Linked DNA regions of Ovis aries: region 2 is linked to region 1. A link is a contact called in public Hi-C data. All regions are on one chromosome and are shown on one strand. Each heading gives the region's core, a stretch centred on a gene start, on an enhancer-like site or on the middle of the called end of the contact. The rest is flanking DNA. Distances are from core to core; before and after follow the strand shown.

Region 1 (3,227 bases), core at 412-2,911:
GGTGGCTACACCTTCAGGATGTTTTCAGGAGTGAGGCTGCAGCAGCCTGCGCCTCTGGGCTGGACACAAGTGGGCAGTTCAGCCCTGGCTGTTGGCCCAGAACTGTTGCTCTGGGGGTGAGAGAAGACGACTGGAGGGGCCCACAGCCTACAGCAGGGGAGGACCTGGAGATGTGGCCGCTATTTGAGTAGGACGTACGGAGTGAAAGAAGCGTGCCCAGCTCCCCTAAGCCAGGGGGTGGACGGGTGTGAACACAGGCCTGGTCCCCCAGGTCAGGTGTTTGCTGGGGGCCGGAGGCTTCCCCTCCCCTCTCCCCTCATCCCCCATTTCCTGTCCTGTCAGCACCGGTGTTGCTGAAAGCGAAGAAGGTGAGGTGGCAGTCACTCTGGTCCCTAGGGAAGTGGAAGAGCTCAAAGTCGCAGTTGGTCTCCGTGGTGAGGGCCAGGTAGAACTCGATGTGGCCGTCCCCGTCTACGCGGGCCTGCGGGTTCTTGTCCTGCCAGTTCACCCAGAGGCTGCAGAGGGACAGGCACCCCTCAGAAGGGGGAGGAGGGGGGACCCCAGCATGTTCCCAGCTGCTGTGCACTGCCCTCGAGGTTCTGGAAGCTGGGGCACCATAGTTTACAGGAGTCGTGTCAGTAGTCTGGCGGGGCCACCAGGAGGGGGATATTCAGTAAGAGGACCTCCCAGCTCCAGATGAGTAGAGAAGGCTGCGCCTGGCCTGTGCCAGGAAAACCACCCCCGCCTCACTTACGCCTCCCGAACAGTGAGTCTCGGCATCCAGAGCACGTCCCAGGGCAGCATGATTGGGTTCTGCTGGTGCCCAGTTGAATTCAAGGCCAGGCGTGTGTTCAGCCAGGACTGGGGACACAAGGGTGCTACTAAGGCTCCCACTCTCTGTGTATATGTGCCCCTGGGCTTAGCAGGTTGACAAAGGCCAGTACTTCTGTGCTGGACTCAAGGGGTCTCTCCCCTCCTCAGCCTCCACCCACCATGGATGCTCACCAGCCGAAGCAGCAATGTGGAGGACACCGTGTACCGAAGGATGTCCTGCGGTAGGGGGGGGAACAGTGTGTCACCTCGGGGGTGGGCGCTGTGGCAGGAAGGCCAGAGACCCCCGCGTTCACGAGGCTGAGCCCTGTTCCATCTCCAGCTCAGCGCTTGGGCTCCCGGGCCCTCAGGACACTCACCACGTTAAACACATTGGACACAAACACCTGCACATCCACCACCAGGGGCTTGCTTCCGTTGTTTGGAATCTGGATGGGATCCGGAACCTCCTGGGGTGAGTTGAGATTGGAGAAGGATGGCCAGTCTGAAGGGTGAAGGTCGAGGTCACCCTGTGCCTTGGGACCCAAATCCCAAAGCTCAAGGCCTTATGCTCTCTACCTACCAAATGCCGGCGCGTTAAAGCCCTGCTGCTGAGCCAAAGGCTGAGTGGTTCCAAGCCCGAGGAAGGTGAGATGGAGCAGGAGCCGCAGGACCATCTTGAGAGGCTATGCGGAGGGACTGGATGGAGCAGCAGCGCCTAGGCTACAACCTCTATTTCAGTCACTTCTCTGGGGGACTGGGCAGTCGGTTGGAGGCAGCTGTTGTGTGCAACAATCCTGGAGCCTCAGACTTGGCACACCTGCACCCCAGGTTCCGCAAACACCGAAAGACAAAGCTCAGGACCCAGCCCCGCCCAACTTGCATCTACCCAGGCTTTCAGGCCCCTGCTCCATTTCCACCACCTGGAACCAGTTTTCACATTCAAGACTCGCCAAGCAGACGAGACAAGCATGGGACCCCTGCCTAAACACACACACACCTTTCCCTGACAAGGTCCTTCCAATCTGGGCAGGTCCAACCTGTGTTTCCACAGCAGGCACCTGCTTGGCTAAGCTCCCAAACCCTTACCACAGTGCTCTGTGCCCAGCCATGTGAAGGTGGCACACCCTTGAGGGTTTCCCTGCCTCTCCTCAAACAACTAATTTCATGTCAAAGGCCTTGGCTCAAGGACTCCAGAAGTGGGGCAAACCTGGAACAGCTAGAGGCTCGCTTCTGACCAAAGCCCCTGGGGTCTTTCTGCTCCCCGCAGGATTCTCAGGCTGCCCGAGGCCAGCAGTGCCTTAGAAATACCTCTGTGCACCCTGAAGCAGGACCAATGGCTGTGGGGGTGATTTTCCTAACCTAAGGATAAACCTGCCCTGGAGACCAGATCCCAGACAGCTGCAGGGAGGAAAGGAAACAAGGGCTGAAGGTGGTTAGGCGCTGGTCTGGTTGGTATGACTCCATACAGCCTCAGGGAGCTGGCAACAGGCGAGGACCGGCCACACGCCTGTGCGCAAACGCTAATGGGAACACACACAGTGTCCTGGTCTGCCAAGTGTGTCATCAGCTGACTTACCCAGTATGCTCTGACAGCTTGTGTGCTGCTCACTGGCAGCTGCTGTTTTCTCCATCTACATACACCTGGGGCGTCCTGATGGCCACGTGGAAAGAGCCTTAGGTCCTCACACGCTCCTCAGTATCCATTAGGGATTTCTAGGCGGATTTTAACTCTGCTGCCTTCAGTGCAGGCCCCTCTCTTGTACTCATCCATCCAGAGCTCCCCGGAAAGTCCCAGAGGCTTCTCACCACGGAGCCTGGGGCCCCTGAGACAGGCAGAGACAGTGCGCCACAGCACATGGAATAGTTTGAGCGTTTTATTCACAAATGAAATTCCCTCCACGATCCCGCAACCTCTGACTCCAATCTTTCAACACCCAAGCATACCCCCTAAGTGCCCTCAGGTCAAATTAACTGTCAAGATGCCTTTGGGGGGCCTTTGGGTCCCTCCAGCACAGGTCGGGACGTGGCTGGATGACTGGCTGCGGAGAGGCGCCGGCACAGGGGCAGAGTGCCCGGCGGCCTCGCTCACGTGCGTCAGGTCAGTGGACTCGCGCTCCAGCACGCTGCCGCCATGGGGGCCCCGGGGCGCGACGCACACGCGGCCTGAGGCTCTGCGCGGGGCGCGGCGCAGCAGGCCGGCGCAGATCTCTCGGAAACCCTTGCGGAAGTGCTTGGAGATGAGAGCGTAGACGATGGGGTTGACGCAGGAGTTGGCATAGGAGACCAGGTGCGAGAGGATGCGGAGCGCGTAAGTGGCGCGCGTAAGAGGGAAGCGGCCGAACCACACGCAGAGGATCAGCGCGTGGTGAGGCATCCAGCAGAGGCAGAAGAGCGCGGCCACGATGATGATCATG
Region 2 (3,207 bases), core at 115-2,614, 140 kb after region 1:
ACATACCACGGTTTAGTCTTCCCCGGGGGCTCAGACAGGTGGGGAAGATCCCCTGAAGGAGGAAATGGGAACCCACTCCGGTATTCTTTCCTGGGACATCACAGGAACAGAGGACACTGGCGGGCTACAGTCGGTAGGGTCACAAAGTGTAGGGCAGGACTGAGTGACTAACACTTTCATACCACAGTAAATGTTTTATATATGTTAATTCATTTCATCCTTAACACCCTCTATGAGATAAGCACTATTACTACCTACTTTCTTTCCAAATGAGGAAAACTGCAAAGGCGAAGGGAAAGTCACATCCTAGAATATGAACCCAAGCAGGGGGACTCCTGAGCTCCTGCTCACAACCCCTACTGCTGCTGCTGCTGCTACACCACTACAGGGGCTGAGGATGCCACCTTCAGGAGTTAGATGACCCTTAAGAACAACACGTGTCCGACTTAGCCACGCCATGGATATCCAGTCCATGGAACTCTCCAGGCTAGAATACTGGAGTGGGTGGCCTTTCCCTTCCCCAGGGGATCTTCCTAACCCAGGAATTGAACCCAGGTTTTCCAGTGGTCAGGTATGGATGTGAGAGTTGGACTGTGAAGAAAGCTGAGCGCCAAAGAATTGATGCTTTTGAACTGTGGTGTCGGAGAAGACTCTTGAGAGTCCCTTAGACTGCAAGGAGATCCAACCAGCCCATTCTGAAGGAGATCAGCCCTGGGATTTCTTTGGAGGAAATGATGCTGAAGCTGAAACTCCAGTACTCTAGCCACCTCATGCGAAGAGTTGACTGATTGGAAAAGACTCTGATGCTGGGAGGGACTGGGGGGGGCAGGAGGAGAAGGGGACGACAGAGGATGAGATGGCTGGAGGGCATCACTGACTCGATGGACTTGAGTCTGAGTGAAGTCCGGGAGTTGGTGATGGAGAGGGAGGCCTGGCGTGCTGCGATTCATGGGGTGGCAAAGAGTCGGACACGACTGAGCGACTGAACTCCCACACTGCAGGCGGATTCTTTACCATGTGAGCCACCAGGGAAGCCCAAGACCACCACCCAGAGCCCTGCAGCGGGCGGACCTTCTCCAGCGGAGGCGGCTACAAGCCCGCCTGACCGCCCCCAGTCTGTGTCGCCCCCTGGTGGCCGACGGCAGGCATGAGGCGGGACAGCCCGCAGGTCCGCCCCACCGCCCACTGGGTACTTCCGAAGCCGGGAAGCCGGATGCCCGCAGCCACCTCCAGCCCGGAAGAGGAAGACTTCGGGCCCAGGGCGGGGGCGGGGCTCCCGGGACGCGAGGGGCGGGGCTCCGGGACGCGGGGGCGGGACCTGCGCCGTTAGCTCAGGCGCCGCTCCGGCCACCTCTGTGGGGTCCATAGAGCGGCGGCGCGCCGGCCTGAGGGAAGATGGCGGCCGCCTGGTGGCGGGTCGTGCTGAACGGGAGTCGGAGTTGGCGGGGCTTCAGCACCTCAGGTGAGAGCTCTGGAGGATAAGGGGCTCTTGGAGGCCCCCGTCCAGCCGAACCCTGGGGCTCGAGCCGGCTCCCGCTCCGGGCCTCCGCGGGAGCCGGGCCAGGGCCAGCCTGATGTCCTGCTCTCCGCCCGCAGCCGCCCTGAGCCGCCGGGCCGCTCCTCTGGGGCCGATGCCCAACGAGGACATCGACGTGAGCAACCTGGAACGGCTGAAGAAATACCGCAGCTTCGACCGCTACCGGCGCCGTGCGGAGCGGGAGGCGCGGGACCCGCACTGGTGGCGGACATACCGGGAGCATTTCGGAGAGGAGTCAGGTGGTGGTGTCCTGAGCTGGGCTGTGACCTCACCTCCTTGGGACTCGGAGGTTGGGGCGGGGGTGGATTCCGCCGGCTTGGATTCCCCGTGTTTGACGGAGAAGGCCTGCTCACGTTCCTGTGTGCACTGGTGGTGGCTTAGTCCCGCCAGCATATTTCATATCTTTTGGTCCCCCTCCTTGGAAAATTCTCTTCATTATTAGATTTCCACCTTTTATGTTTCTACACCGAAAGTCTTTTGCTGACCAACTGCCCCCGTCCCAATTCTGGGTTGGAACGCCCTTCTGTGCTTCTATAACACTGTTGATGTCACCCTGGCCACACTGCATCCTGAGACTCTTTGCTGCTTTCCTCCCAGACTATGAGCTCTCTAAGAACAGGGATCCTGTCTGCCTTGACCACCACTAGCTCTCTACACCTGCCACAGATGACCAATACTTTGCTGAGTTAAATTGAAAGCCCTGGGGATGGTGACTCAGGGACCCTGCACAGCCAGCTGTGAACAGGCTTAAAGGTGATCCCAGCCACAATTAGGTCACCGTCCGCCTGGACAAATAATGCTCTGGAGAAGGACGTGGCAACCCACTTCAGTATTCTTGCCTGGAGAATCCCACAGACAGAGGAGCCTGCCAGGCTACAGTCCATGGGGTCGCACAGTCAGATGCTACTGAAGTGACCTAGCATGCATGCACACAGACAGATGTAACCTTGTTTAGGGATTAGAAAATAGAATCTCACATTGCATCCAGTTTACTTAGTGACTGGAACAAGTCCAGATCTGTGAAGCTGACAACACAGTATGTTTTAGTTTTGTGAATTAAAGGCTAAGTTTTAGTAGCAGAGTTTGCCCAGTGAAAGGAAAAGTATGGACAGGGAGCTTAACGAAGCCCTGATTCCACTTTCTCCACATCTTCTGTCCGCAGGTCCCAAAGACACGGTTGACATTGGCTTGCCTCCACCTAAGGTCTGCCGGACCCAACAGTTGCTGGAACGGAAACGGGTCCTGCGGGAGCTGCGGGCCAGTGTGGAGGAGGAGCGGGCCACCCGCCTCCGCACAGGTAAGCCTTCCTGAGGGAGGGGGTCCTGGGTGTGTCCCTGCCCCCACCCCGCATCCCCACTGGCATCATTCCTTTCCAGCGAGCATCCCCTTGGAAGCTGTGCGAGCCGAGTGGGAGAGAACCTGTGGCCCCTACCACAAGCAGCGTCTGGCCAAATACTATGGTCTCTATCGGGACCTCTTCCATGGGGCCACCTTCGTGCCCCGAGTCCCCCTGCATGTGGCCTATGCCACAGGCGAGGACCACTTGGTACCTGTGTACTATGGCAATGAAGTCACTCCAGCTGAGGTAACTGTTGGCCTGTGCCCCTCCCTGCCCTTTGTGCACAGACACATCCTACTGTGGGGCCAGAGACAGCTCCTTTTTGAAAGCA

The links. A called contact is a pair of places that touch in the nucleus more often than the background predicts.
Region 2: a Hi-C map of tail adipose tissue shows a contact between it and region 1, with 3 times the contacts expected there. The contact joins the promoter of MRPL38 here to the promoter of ZACN in region 1. A contact is called at or near these places in 5 of 16 Hi-C or Micro-C datasets (blood, hypothalamus, liver and 2 more).

The regions. Positions count from the first base shown.
Region 1 is chr11:54,926,460-54,929,686 of ARS-UI_Ramb_v3.0, forward strand. It overlaps ZACN (zinc activated ion channel), which reads right to left and starts at 1,662. Exons shown (of 9, transcript XM_004013114.6): 1 at 1,394-1,662; 2 at 1,191-1,315; 3 at 1,006-1,050; 4 at 755-861; 5 at 346-515. The coding sequence starts at 1,487. It overlaps GALR2 (galanin receptor 2), which reads right to left. Exons shown (of 2, transcript XM_027975405.3): 2 at 2,674-3,227. The coding sequence ends at 2,771.
Region 2 is chr11:55,066,193-55,069,399 of ARS-UI_Ramb_v3.0, forward strand. MRPL38 (mitochondrial ribosomal protein L38) reads left to right here and starts at 1,365. Exons shown (of 8, transcript XM_060395850.1): 1 at 1,365-1,462; 2 at 1,597-1,776; 3 at 2,700-2,834; 4 at 2,914-3,122. The coding sequence starts at 1,396. LOC114116823 (a long non-coding RNA gene) reads right to left here. Exons shown (of 4, transcript XR_009595637.1): 4 at 2,511-3,207.